2 separate regions of the Pan troglodytes genome follow, and region 1 is linked to region 2. The links are chromatin contacts, called in public Hi-C maps. All regions are on one chromosome and are shown on one strand. The core of a region is the stretch at or near the end of the contact, and the rest is flanking DNA. Distances in the headings are between cores, read along the strand shown.

What was found. A called contact is a pair of places that touch in the nucleus more often than the background predicts.
Region 1: a Hi-C map of stem cell-derived neural progenitor cells shows a contact between it and region 2, with 1.9 times the contacts expected there. The contact joins the promoter of RAB30 here to the promoter of FAM181B in region 2. A contact is called at or near these places in 1 of 7 Hi-C or Micro-C datasets (stem cell-derived neural progenitor cells) and 1 of 1 datasets of contacts at active chromatin or transcription factors (stem cell-derived excitatory neurons).

Annotation. Positions count from the first base shown.
Region 1 is chr9:85,099,397-85,106,753 of NHGRI_mPanTro3-v2.0_pri, forward strand. It overlaps RAB30 (RAB30, member RAS oncogene family), which reads right to left and starts at 2,073. Exons shown (of 5, transcript XM_001175176.6): 1 at 1,244-2,073. LOC100610822 (a long non-coding RNA gene) reads left to right here and starts at 1,612. Exons shown (of 4, transcript XR_672992.5): 1 at 1,612-1,699; 2 at 2,176-2,357; 3 at 2,855-3,000.
Region 2 is chr9:84,760,155-84,767,265 of NHGRI_mPanTro3-v2.0_pri, forward strand. FAM181B (family with sequence similarity 181 member B) reads right to left here and starts at 3,573. Exons shown (of 1, transcript XM_003313228.7): 1 at 1,389-3,573. The coding sequence starts at 3,114. The coding sequence ends at 1,834.

The sequences.
Region 1 (7,357 bases), core at 823-3,322, 340 kb after region 2:
ATGTCTGACTCAGCTAGGAAACGGTTTAGCATTCTAGAGTTAAGCAAATACTCTGGCATTTCTCCTTCTTTTGACATTCCAAGAGGGGGTGTGGTTGACCCCAGGCCCATTCATTTCCAAGGGTGTAGATCTCTCAGCCAAGACTGGCCCCGTCTGTTGTGGAGCCAGCCAGCTGTTTATCTCAAAGTAACATATCTATTGCCCTAATCATCCCTATAACTCTTACAAGAGCATCATGTAAGTCAGAATGCTTTCTCTGTTAAATGTCAGTTCGTTTAAAAAAACAACAATAACAAAACAACCAAAATCACTCTTCCATGGGCACCTTTCAGTAATGGCAAATGAAGGTTAACAGCGCTTCTAACTTTCCCTTTCTCTAATGTGTTAAAATGAACCCCTCTTCCCTAATCGATCTCTTCAAACCGTTATTTGTGAGTAGTGACTATGCCTCAGGAAACAGCAGCTCATTATGGTACCATTGTCAGTGGCAAAGAGCCTATGCAATGTAATTTAAAACACACAAGCACAAATCTGTCGGCTCCACTTCCAAACAATCTTGAATCCAGCAGTCGGAGAACGGAAAACATTTAACAAAAACGCTGCTTCCAGCAGCCTCAAAGAACCTTCGCCAGACACGTGAAATGTTTCTGACTGGCACGGAGTGCACCATTAAAGGACACTGTCACCTCAAATCAGCAGAAAAGGCGAGACAAACCACATAGACATACACACATAAAATAAAGCCCTACAAAACTTAAGCACGTTCATCTTAAAAATTAATAACTAGTGCTCGTCCAAGCGACATTCAAATGTTCTAAAGTAGTGCGACCACATTAAATCACTGTCTCCATTTCTCCCCACGCATCACCCCTTCCCACTCAAACCTCAGCTCTAGGGCCGTGTGTGACAGGACTGCAGTCCCCCACCTCTGCCTTCCTCAGATTTTCCAAGAGCACTCCCCAACATCCTTCCCAGCCCAGCCCCCTCTCTCCGCCTCAAAAAGGTTGAGAGGAGTTGCGACTAGGGAATTGGCAGGCACCCGTCCTCTGGCGGGGGAAGGTTGCTGGAGTTGTTCTTTGCAGTGACCCAAATGGCACAGAGCTTTTCCCCTCAGCAGTGCCTGCAAGCCTCTCCCCAATCCCCCCGACCTCCCCACCGCTCACAGCTTCCCAAAAGAAAGCCTTGAGAACTAAGCGGGAGGAATAACTTGGTAGAAGCATTTGAATAAATCACTTCAACTCACCTGGTTTGGGATTTTTCTCCCCACCCCAGGCATAAACAGAAATGGATGTGCGAATGAGTCACGCACGCAAGGGAAGGTCTGCGATGTCCTGAGTCCAAGGGCTGGAGTCAGTCCCTGCCCTGGTGCTGCGGCTACACTTAGCTCAGCTGGAGCGAGCGGCAATCGCAAGCCCAGCAGCAGCAGGGGGTGGAGAGACCGTAGCACAATGAATGCAGTGGGGCTTTTGCAATGACATCATCCCTCTGTCCAAACGTCCCCAATAGCCATGCTCGGGAGCGGTGCTTTCTGGGAACTGTGGTCTTCTTACGTCCTGGAGGGATACCTAGGCAATCCCCGAAACTACAATGCCCAAAATGCTCCAAGTGGGAAGCGCCCAGAGTGAAGGAGCAAAGGGGACTCGGCCGCCATGTTAGGAGTACTGGGACGATTCCGCGGAGCCGGGCAGAGGTTTTAGGGGTGCGCGGGAGTCAAGTGGTGGTTCAGTGGGGACGGTGAGGTGGAGGACGACCTGGTCGGATAGCCGCGGGCACGAACCTGGGAACCAGAGGGTGGAGGCCATGCTGGGGACTGATGTAGGGCGGGACCGACTGGAAGCGGCATCCAGAGGCCCAGTGAGCCTCGGTCTCAGCTCCTGAAGGGGTTGCATGGGGCCCTACGCTTCCTTCTCCATTTTTTAGCTAAGAGATTGAGAGAGTCGGTTTACTTTTGGGCTTGGAGTATCATTTAGATCTGTTAACAGTACAGTTGAGAGAGTTGGTGTCTTTTGTTGAGGTGCGAGGACCCGAGGCGGCGACCCTCGCCTTTATTCGGAGAAGCCCACTTCCACCCACAGAGTTGGGGTAGTCCTCCGAAATGCATTTTTGTTTTGCCGTTTGTTTTCCAACCCCCTTTCACTCTCCCCAAAGCTTCAGATTCACTGATTTTTCATACAGGAATGATTAACAAAGGCGTCCGAAGAAATCGTTGTTGGAAGGTGGCCAAAGTGGAAAGAGAGGTTGCTTTGGCCCTGCAAGTAAGAAGAGAGAAGGAATAGCCTGAAGGAGTAACACTAAATTTAAAATGACACTTTTTTACCAACCAGCGAAAGCAGATGTTCAAAGGGGATATTGGCCAGGTGCGGTCGCTCACGCCTTTAATCCCAGCACTTTGGGGGCAGACGCGGGGAGATAGCGTGATACTAGGAGTCCAACCCCGGCCTGGGCAACATGCGGAGACCCCGTACCGTCTCTACAAAAACATTAAACAAAAAAATTAGCTGGGCATGGTGGTGTACCCCTGTAGTTGCAGCTACACTAGAGGCTGAGGTGGGAGGATCTCTGAGCCCGGGATGTTGAGGCTGCAGTGAGCCTCGATCCTACCACTGTGCTCCAGCCTGGGCGACAGCAAGCCCGTGTCTCAGAAAAGGCGGGAGGGGTGGGATATTATTGATGATAGGCCTTCTGACGTCTGGCAATAGATTACAGAGTAACATCGGTCATGGATAAATTTTTTTTTTAACTAAGTGACTGAAACCAAAGTTAATTGTCTTTTGAGTGATTTTGCACAGTATCTCAAAATGAACTGTACTTTTTTTCTTGTGTCACTGAAACAGTGCTGTGTGTTCTTTTTCAGAGTCTGTCACACTAAGATGAGAAATATCCTTTCTTCCTGAAGGTGTCTGACGTGTAAAAATACTGATATACTTTGTGCTGTTTCCTCCCTTCCCTTTTGCACATTATTCTGAAACAACATTAACTAGTTACTTTGCGTCATTGAAGGTATGCACTTCCCCTCTATGTTAGGAGTGAATAAAATTAAAAATAGATCCTTATAGCAAAGAAAGGCAGATAGAATGATTAAAAATGACCAAAACATGTTAGAAACAGTCTCTCAGGTGTATGCAGATGGTAATTACAAAAATACTTTTTCGAAAAATGATCTTCTGTGTCATGTTTCTGGGAACAAGTCAAGATGAATGAGTTTGATTTTTAAGCAGAAGTAGTATGTGTTGGTGTCATCCATGAATACACCAGTGAAAAAGCCTCAAAGTTGTTGTTATTCAGAAACTTCTCTAAGTAATGGTGGTAAGTACAGGAAAAGGAACAATGTCTACCATTTTCTTTCTAACCTTCGATTTAACTATTGTAATGTTGTAAGCTTAACAGAGATTTACACTTAGGCTTAATTTCAAGCTCTTCAATCATTTTTCCCGGTTGGTGATTCAGGTGTATTCTCATGTCTTATGTAAACTTATCATGAGTCTTGTTGATTTATAATATATTTCTTTATATAAGCCATAGCCTTGTCAGTTTGAGTTATATGGAAGACAAATTGTAGGGGAAAAGAGCAACAGATTACTCAGAAACCTTCTGTGTGAGCTGGGCATGGTAGTGCATGCCTGTAGACTTAGCTACTTGGGAGGCTGAGGCAGGAGGATCACTTGATCCCATTAGTTTGAGGCTGCAGTGAGCTATGATTGTGTCACTGTACTCCAATCTGGACAACAGTGAGACTATGTCTGTTTTTAAAAAAGAAAGAAAGCTTGTGTTTGAAAAGTGATACCTGTAGAATACAGTGATTTCTATAATTTGTCATGTGTTTGGGTAGTTTGAAGTTCTTCTATCCTTGTATCTAATGGACATCTGACCATAAAGATGAAAAAATCCTGCACTCATTATAAATTTTATTTATAAAATTGATATTTGAGGAGTTGGGGAGGCCAGCTTCTGAAAAAATAACAGTGTCCCATAGAAACACCACAGCTTAGGAAAATATTGTTAAAGTGGAATTAGGAATATTTAGAGGAGGTAAAGCTTTTCATCTCTCAAAAAAGAATTAGGGCCAGGCACGTGGCTGACACCTGTAATCCTAGCACTTTGGGAGGCCGAGATGGGCACATCACTTGGGGCCAGGAGTTCAAGACCAGCCTGGCCAACATGGCGAAATCTCATCTCCAAGAAATAGAAAAGTTAGCCAGGTGTGGTGGCGTGCACCTGTAATACCAGCTACTAGGGTGGCTGAGGCAGGAGAATCGCTTGAACTGGGGAGATGGAGGTGGCAGTGAGCAGAGATTGAGCCACTGTACTCCAGCCTGGGCAACAGAGCAAGACCCTATCTCAAAAAAATAATAAAGAGAATTAGGACATTGATTTGTATTAAAATTATAGGTAGCTCATTTAAGAGTATGAAGCCAATTGCTGTTAGAGCAAGGGTTTTTTTTCAGTAGAGGTGTCAGGATAACCTATACAGCTCTAAAAGTATATGGCTGTTACCTTCCCATCCCTGTTGAAATCTCCAGGGTTAGAACCAAGTATTGTGTTTTTAAAACTATAGGTGAGTCTACAAGAGTTGGGTGGAGTAGTCCTCTACATCCTGTGTTTGTATTTTTGCAGTAAGTCACACAATAACAAAAGCTTTGAGAAAGATTTTAGATTTATTGCTAATTATACCCATGAATGAATTCTGAAAATGTGTAGATAAGGAATTTACCTGGTGAACTGTTTACACATGGCAACTGTGGGAGGGAGAGGGGAGTGAGAGGAGATGAGATCAGTTTTAGCCTTAAGAGGACCAACTGGGCCAAGCACGGTGGCTCACGCCTGTAATCCCAGCACTTTGGGGCCGAGGTGGGTGGATCACGAGGTCAGCAGTTTGAGACCAGCCTGACCAACATGGTGAAACCCCGTCTCTACGAAACATACAAAAAGTTAACTGGGTGTGGAGGCGGGTGCCTGTAATCCCAGCGACTTGGGAGGCTGAGGCAGGAGAATTGCTTGAAACTGGAAGGCGGAGGTTGCAGTGATCCGAGATTGTGCTAATGCACTCTAGCCCGGGCAATAAGAGCAAAACTCCCGTTTTAAAAAAAAAAAGGGGGGGACCAACCATGATATCCTGACTAACCTGTATATTTCTTAGAATGAGAGTTTAACCTAATATTAAGAAAGTCTAACGTTAAGAGACACCTAGTAAGAGCTCAATGCTGTGGTAAAATTATGATAGTTATGCAGAAACTTAAAAGCTGAAGTATCTAGAGACAATATATTGTTTAGAATTTTCTGAAAATAAAAATTTTCTTGCCCTAAGTCTTGAATTTTTAAGTTATTGATGTTAATATTCATGATCTTTGAACAAATGATATTATAATAGAGTATCTTTTAGGTCACAGAGACCCCTTTTTAGAGCTGAGAAATCTTACAAATTCCTCAGCCCATGTTTTACAGATAAGGAAATGGGCATGCACACAGTGAAATTAAAAATTGCCAGTGGTCACACTGTACATTGATGGCAAAAGGCAGGGCAGAATTAGAATCCAGTTATCTTACCTGTTCAGTGTCTTTAATGATACAGCAAGCTCACCACTGTTTCTCTTTACTCTTTAAACAGTGGATTTTTTTTGTCATGATACTCTAGGATTTTGATTTCTTGTATAATGCAGTTCAATACTTGTTTAATTTTAATGTTGGACTCTCAATTTTTAAGACAGTAGTACACATGAAATGTGCTTTATATGTTTCAACAAGAAAATACAGATTTTCCTTTTAATAGAGGAGCTTAAGTTCCTAATTTAAATAATTGAGTATGAGCTTCAGATACTTCAGAGTGGTATTAATAAACTTTGCTTTTCCAAATGGTTTCAGATAAGCATTTAATATTCAAAGCTTCCTCTTTACAGCTTAGGAAGTGGTCTGGTTAAGTGACTTGAGTTCATACAGGAATATATCGGTATGTTCCTAATTCCCATCAAGTGTACCATTATATAATCATATAATCTTGCTAACAGATCTAACAGATTACATTTTTTTTTTTTTTTTTTTTTTTTTGAGACAGAGCCTTGCTCTGTCACCCAGGCTGGAGTGCAGTGGCGCGATCTCGACTCACTGTAACCTCCGCCTCCCAGGTTCAAGCAATTCTTCTGCCTCGGCCTCCCAAGTAGCTGGGACTACAGGCAGGCACTACCACACCCGGCTAATTTTTGTATGTTTAGTAGAGACGGGGTTTCACCATGTTGGCCAGGCTGGTCTGGAACTCTTGACCTCAAGTGATCCGTCTGCCTCTGCCTCCCAAAGTGCTGGGATTATAGGAGTGAGCCACTATGCCTGTCCTCTAGGGAAAATCTTTAATTCATTCTGGACAATGAGAAAACTTTTATTTTTACTTTTAGTTAACAATACTCAGGAAAATAAAAAGTGTGCGTTTTAATCTTAGTAACCCAACTTGAGTTTGAAACAAATTTACATAATTTTAGCTGCTTAATATGCTGCTGAAGATAAATGCAGTAAATATCCCAAGGTCAAGATTTGAAATCCAAATGTCCATAGTAATGATTAACAGGAAAAGAGAGTCCTCTGTTAACTTTATTTCTCAATTTTTTACAGGTTTGGATAATTAAGGGAGCACTAGAAAACTTTTGTTTTTTGTGTTTTTTTTGAGATGGAGTCTGTTGCCCAGGCTGGAGTACAGTGGTACGATCTCGACTCACTGCAATCTCCGCTCCTGGGTTCAAGTGATTTCTCTTGCCTCAGTCTCCTGACTAGCTGGGATTTACAGGCACATGCCACCATGCCCAGCTAATTTTTGTATTTTTATTAGAGACGGGTTTCATCATGTTGGTCAGGCTGGTCTCAAACTCCTGACCTCGTGATCCACCCGCCTCGGCCTCCCAAAGTGCTGGGATTACAGGTGTGAGCCGCTGTGCCCAGCCGAAAATGTTTCTTTGCAAGGATAAATATATGAAGATAAACTTGCCGAGCGTAAATATGTTCATGAATATAGCCACTTAAGGAAATTCAAACATGCAGAGATGTTCAGCTGTATGCAGTTATGTATTCATGAAGTATTCATGTATTCATGAAGCCTTATTTGATGTAGAATCTAAGGGTGCTGCCTATACATAAACTTGCTTAAAGGTTAAAACTTAAGGAATGTTCATCAAAGTCACTTTCTTACACCTAACTCCTGATTTCATGAATATAACACATAGGTGCTTATCAAACTGAATACCTTGGAGACGAGCTGCTCCAGCACCATAAGATAAAATTCAGTAACTGTAATCCTTGAGGTACCTAAGTGATACATTTTTTTTAAGACTGAGCCAAAATAAAACAGCTTTCCTCCTTCCCTACCCTCTCCGACCAA
Region 2 (7,111 bases), core at 2,323-4,822:
CAAAAGTTCTTTTCATCATTAACAGTACTCGTTGTTCTATTTCCCGTGGTGCTTTCTTAGGAAAGGCTTTATTCAGAAGAAAATGACTTACTGATAGCATTTAAAGTTGCATCTACCATTGGTTAATACTCATTTTTTCCAGAAATTCTTTTATGAAAATATCACAATACTTTTGATGTGTGCAAACATGAATCTGGATTTTTACACCTCTTGCGGTAACACTCGGTTTTCAACTAACTCACATCCAGATATTCCTGCAATCAATCCTGGGTGCCTTGAAGCCAAGCAGCTCTCCTTTGCAGCATCATCAGAAGGCAGCCTCTCGCTCAGATGTTCTGGGCGTTGCTCTCTTCATGCCTTTCTCCCCGCAGTTCTGCAGCACCAAGGGCTCCTCTTTTCCCTCCAGCTGCTCACTTCCCACCAGTCTTTCCTCCCCTGCCCCTTAACCATCCTGATGGTGCCATGTGTCCTCTCTGCCACATTCATGGCTGGTAAAAATATTTCTTTTTCCCCAAATCTCCCTCGGACAACAGATCATACTCCTCCCTGCAGAGCCCCTTCAGATTCCATTCATCAGACCTGCTATTCAGGGAACAGAAACTCCTTTGGAAACTTCACACCTTTCTTTATGCCCTTCCATGGGGAGGGTGTGGGTATAAGGACTGAGGAAACACAGGGAGGCAGAAACCAACAGAGGTGGAGGGGGAGCTGTGGAAGGAGAGAAGGAGGGATGGTAAAAAGAATGTACAGCTTATAAGGGAAAGGGCAATCACCAGGCAAGTAGATAGCCCCCGACCAAAAAAGGCATGGGACTCACAACTCTGTTTCCGTGTGTAGAAACCATTTATATATACACAGCAGAACCAATCAAGCACTGCCACAGCCTCAAGACATTTTACTTATTTCCCTCTGAGCTACCCAACCAGTTGTGAAGTGAGTAGAAGAACATTACCGTCTTCACCCTCTCAGATCAGGAAACTTGATACAAAGAGGTTACAGTTTGCCCACTCTCTCCCTCCCAAAGTGGCTGGAAAATGGGGAAAAGACAGGAGAGAAATGGAACCCAGGTTTGCCAAATTTAAGTCTCCTACAAAAGAGATGTGCAAGAAAAGCCGGCCGAAAGAAATAGAATAATGAGAGGCCAGGCAAAGAAAGAAGGAAAGTAAGCACTGGGACTGTGATAAGGATGGAAGGAGAAGGAAGCAGGAAGCGGGCAGAAAAAAGAGTTAAACGGTGACAGAAGAGAACCCTACCCAAGGACCAGCACAGGAGGTCAGCAATGGACCACCGGCCTCCTCCCTCAGCCACAGGCTCACCTAACAAACCTAAGCGACCAGACGGAAAACCGTCCTGTAAGAAAACACCCAAATCAGTAAGTCTCACCTCCATTCTTTTCAATATAGGCTTTAATTCAAAATGCACTCAAGGAGAGGGAAGGGAGGGACTAGGACACTGTTTAGAAGGGGTAATTACACTAAATACACTGACCTTCGCTGAAAAATAGAAGGGACAGGTGGCTACAGAAGCCAGCTCTTACCCCTTTTGCCGTCCCCACCCCATACCCCAAACCGTCTTGGTTTCTTGACTCCTCTGGTCCAGTAAGAACCTACTAACGTGTTTGTTTGTTTTTGTTTTAACACTTGAGGTTGTGATTAAACAATCCCCAACTCGTCTTCATCTCTTTTTTCTGAAGTTGCTTTTATTAATTGAATTTTTAAAAATCCGGTTTCATCTCCACGTGCATTTTCCCATCGTTCTTTAGATTTAGGAGAAACCCACGGAGGCGCGGCGCTCTCCACAGCCGTCTCTAATGAAGGGAAGCGTGCCTCGAAGTCAGTCCCGGTGCGCCCCCTCCTCCCCCGGCGCCCCTTCCCAAACCCCGTCGGATCTCCAAAGGCTGGAATAGGCGGTGCGGCTGTAGCCCGCGCTGTAATCGTAGGACACCTGATGGGGCGGCGGCGGCGGGGGCAGGGCGCAGTCTGGAAAGAAGGGGGCGAAAGAGGCCAAACGGCCCGGCCCGTCCTCCCCGCCGGGAGAATCCGCAGCGGCGGGGTACAGGGGGCGCAAGGGCTCGTTCAAGGTCAAGCCGCCGCGGGGGGCAGTCAGGGGGGACTTTTTGGTCGGAGGGCAGCCCGGGACGCTCCAGGGCTCGGGGTACAGTAGGTTTCCCACCACTGCCGGCGGCGGCTCAAAGAGGCCGGGCTCCAGCTCCGGGGGTCCCCGCAGTACGGAGGCTCCGGCGGGGAACACGTCGAGAGGCTCGGCGGCAAGCAAGACTGCCGCCTCCGTGCCGGCGCCGTAGTCGGGCCCCAGCAGCTCAAAGAACTCCACGGCCTCCGCGCCCTTCTCCAGGTCGCCCAAGCTCACGTCCGGCCCCGACGGGCCACACCCGCCGCCGCCTGCCCGGGACGGCTCCGTGAAGAAGGACGGAGGCAGATTGCGTGCCCGCAGCGGGACCTTCCTGGCCCCTGGGATCGCCGTGGCCCCCGCGGGGCCTGCCACGTCCCCTCCGGCGCCCCCAGTGCCCGCACCTCCTAGCCCGGCCGCCGGCGCAGCCACCTCACCCCCCGCCGGCTCGGCACCCCCGGGGACGTGGCGCAGCGAGTCGAAGAGCGCGGCCAGACTTCGGCTTTGCAAGCTGGCGGCCGCGGCGGCCTGCGACGCCTCCCGCCGGGGGGCAGCCTTGCCGTGGGCCGGGGCCGCGACTGTCGGGGCGCTAGGGGCGGCCAGCGGCCGTTTGGCTGGCGTGTCGGCGGCGCTCGGGGAGGGCGGGCCGGGGGGCGCGGCGCCCATGAGGCCGCTGCAGCGCTTGATCTGCTTCTGCAGGTACTTGCGGTGGTTCACCTTCCGCTTTGACTTGCCCGGCTTGTCCAGCGCCAGCTTGATGTTGCTGGACGCCGAGTCAATGAAGCTGAGTAGATCGCGGGTGGCCTCGCGCACGTCCCCTCCTTCGGCTCCCGACAGCAGCGCACCCGCCGGAGCCCCGGTCTCATCGTCCTCGAAACAGCAGCCCTTGTCCAGGGCTCCGAAGGCGCCCCCTAGCCCGTCCGGGGAGCCCCCGAAGCCGAAGGGCACGAAAGGGTGCGTGCTGAGGAGCGCCGCCTGCACCGCCATCGCCGCGGCTCCCGGGCTGTCCGCAGCGCTGCCCGTGCGCCCCCGCCAGCTCCTGCCCGCCGCCCAGGCCCAGCTCCCGCCCCGGCGCCGCGCGCGCGGCGCAGCCTACTAGCTCCGGGCCTGGCTGGCTGCGCTGCCTCCCGGGGGAGCTCATTAGGTCTTGTAAGCAAGGGGCGGAGGGAGGGAGCGCGCGGCGACCGCCCCGGTGGTGGAGGGGAGGGGCTTACTTAGCCTGGCTTGGAGGAGTGGGGGGTCGCTTTAGTTTTCTGAGCTTTCTGAAGCTCAACGCCTTAACCCCTTCGTTTCCCTTTGCCCCGCGGCGTTTCTCTTGACTCCTCTAACCGCAAGGGGTGAGGAAGAGATGGCTGGTCCTCAAACTCCAGCTCAGGCCCATGAGGCCGCTGCAGCGCTTGATAGGCTTCTGCAGGTACTTGCGGTGGTGCCTCTCCTGATGCAAGAAGGCAGGAGTCTAGAGACGTGGGTTTCAGTCCAGCTGTATAACAACACCCACCAGCTTCTGGGCGCTTGCTTCTGCCAGGCGCTGTCCATCTGTTATCTCATTTAATCCTTGAACAACAGCCCTGTAAATTACATGTTATCGCCATTCAACAAACGTGGACACTGCACCTCAGGGAGGTTCAGTGAGTTGACCAAAGTCAGAACTAGCCCATTCTGACTCCAAAGCCATTCCTAAGCCCTTGACAATACTTGCGTCCTCTCTTGCCCTTGCCTTTCTCATCTATTAAGATGGGGAAGGAAAATGAGTATTTCTTAAAGCTCTAGACCTGATCCTAAGATTCTAACCTGAGTTTTCCCAGGATTCTCAAGCCCAGTGCTCTTTCTTCTTGACTGTTTGCCACTTGATTGTTACGAGTAACAATTGGCTAACAGTAAATTGAGGCCAGCAGTGGCCCATCTTTTATTAATACATAGCAGGAGGCAATGGAGAAAGGAGTCGATCTGGCTAAGCCCCCTGTTACTTGAGAACACTGTGTGTGTATAAAACTCTCAGCATGTTAGAATAAAAGATGGATAGGAACCTCTCCCCTACCTGTCATACCATTTAGGTTATCCCTGGAATTTTCATTGCATTTCAGGGATCATCATGAAGTTCACTTAAAACTAATTTCACCTGGGCAATCCTCTTTGGGATAGATAGAGAAAATGAGCAATAAGGTCATTTTCACAAGAGATTCAGAAAAAGCTTGGGTTCTGGTCTTAGCCACCACTCAATAACCTCATGACTTAGGTTGAAATCCTTGCTCTGCTGAGTGCATGGCTTTAGACAAACCAGCGTACTCTCTCTGTTTAGCTTACTCATGTTAAATGCAGGTAAAGTTGCCCTCCCCACAGGGCACTTGTGATATTTAAATGATACATTGTTCCATAGCCTGGATGAGTATTCACCCTTACTTCTCTGAAACACAAAAAGGTGACTATATCCCTTATGTGTCTTCTGGATCATAGGGTGTTCATGAGCATTAAGTGAGATCACAGATGCTTCTCAATTTGTGATAGAGCAACAACATCCTGATAAACACATTGTAAGTTGAAAATATTGTAGGTTGAAATGCATGTAATACACTGATTCAAGTTGGAAAATCATAAAGTTGAACCATCATAAGTTGGGGACTGTCTCTATATGAGAACACTGTGTGTGTGATAAAGTGTTCTCTAAATAAGTTACTCTAGTTTCGATACAGAGCTTGCATAGGAGAGACATAGACCATCTCTTTCAAAACTCTTTTTATTAAGCCTCACTTTGTAGATGTAGCGAAACCATTTTTGAACACCATGAAGGCACAGCCTTACCAAAGAAAAAAGGCCAGATGGCCACCAGAGAAATACAAATCAAAACCGCAATGAGATACCATCTCACACCAGTTAGAATGACGATCATTAAAAAGTCAGGAAACAACAGGTGCTGGAGAGCATGTGGAGAAATAGGAACACTTTTACACTGTTGGTGGGACTGTAAACTAGTTCAACCATTGTGGAAGACAGTGTGGCGATTCCTCAAGGATCTAGAACTAGAAATACCATTTGAACCAGCCATCCCATTACTGGGTATATACCCAAAGTATTATAAATCTTGCTGCTATAAAGACACATGCACACGTATGTTTATTGTGGCACTATTCACATAGCAAAGACTTAGGACCAACCCAAATGTCTATCAGTGATACACTGGATTAAGAAAATGTGGCACATATACACCGTAGAATACTATGCAGCCATAAAAAAGGATGACTTCATGTCTTTTGTAGGGACATGGATGAAGCTGGAAACCATCATTCTGAGCAAACTATCGCAAGGACAGAAAACCAAACACTGCATAGGTGGGAATTGAACAATGAGAACACTTGGACACAGGATGGGGAACATCACACACTGGGGCCTGTCATGGGGTGGGGGGAGGGGGGAGGGATAGCATCAGGAGATATACCTAATGTAAATGACAAGTTAATGGGTGCAGCACACCAACATGGCACGTGTATACATACGTAACAAACCTGCACATTGTGCACATGTACCCTAGAACTTAAAGTATAATAAAAAAGAAAGAAAGAAAAAAGGCCAGATGAACATTTTTCATTTAGAAGATGAAGTAGCCACTTCCCAAACCCACATAGCTGAGCTGAACTTTTTATTTTAAATTCAAATTGGCTCAATTATCATGGACTTTTCATTTGAGTTACACACAGCATTTTGTCCTCCAGGCCGAACTGTCTGTTTTACTCTTGGTGGTATTCGCATTCAGAAAATTGTGCAGACCTGTCACTGATTTGTGCTTCTTCCACTCCAGATGTGGATGTCAGCACTGCCCATCCCCTTTCCAACAGGGCCATTCCATAGGCTTCCAGGTCTGGCAGCCAAAAGCACTAACTTTTTTTTTTCACCTTCTGTCAACTGAGCACTCTTACAAGTCCTTGGACACCAATTGCACAGTACTCTACATTTAATCGACATCTTATTCTGAAAAAACTCTTAATCCCCAGGGTTATCTAAATCCTAAAATCATATTTGAAATAAATGGAATATGAAAAGCTTCATATGTAAAAGTCTTTCTTCATTTCTATTGGAGTTCTGCACATCAAAGTTGATTTGAAGTTAGATGAGGCCAGGTTCAAATTCTGGCCCTGCCTATTGGTATTGAACTGCTTGGACAAGTCAGTTCATCTTCCAAAGGCTCAAACTCCTTATCTGAAAAAAGAGAATGGTCATAATTGTTCTCAGGGTGAGAATTACATGACATAACAGGCAAGTAATGCCTCTGAGTCTTACTTTTCTCACCTGCACAGTGGAGATAATCTCAACTCCTCAAGGTTGTTGTGAGATGGTATATATAAAAGCACCTCACACAAAATAGCAGTTCAACAAATGTCCATGTTCTTGATTCCTTAGGCCCCACCCATTCCTTACCAACACATTACCCTATGAAACCAGCATCATTTGTCCTTTCCCTCAGCAAAGTGAGTGACTATTTTCAAATGCAAGAGAGCAGCTATACTTGGGGGTTGTAGAAACTTACAAAAAGACAATGAAATACAGGAGAGAGAGTGCTAAAACTGGAGCCGGAGACTGACACTGGAGTCCAGTCCTGCCTTTATTATCTGACTGCCTATGGAAAAGTCACTTAACCTTCAGGACCTCGATGTTCCCATCCATAAATGGGGAATAATAATGTAATCCTATTTGATAGGGCTATTGTGAAAATCAATAAGATAATGGAAATTGAAGTTTCTGTAAACCATGGAGCTGAAATTCATGGCTTAGAAGTTCTATAGCCTGATTCACAAAATTGATCCTTACAAATAAATATCCATCCAGTCACTGATTTTTTCCAACAGAAAGATATTGACACCCACAATGTGCTCAGCGCTATGCTAGTACTGGGGATACAGAGATAAGAAGCCATGATTTCTACCCTTTGGGTGGAAAGACAAACATGCAAACAAGCCATTGTAATATAATGTGATACATGTCCAATGGAAGT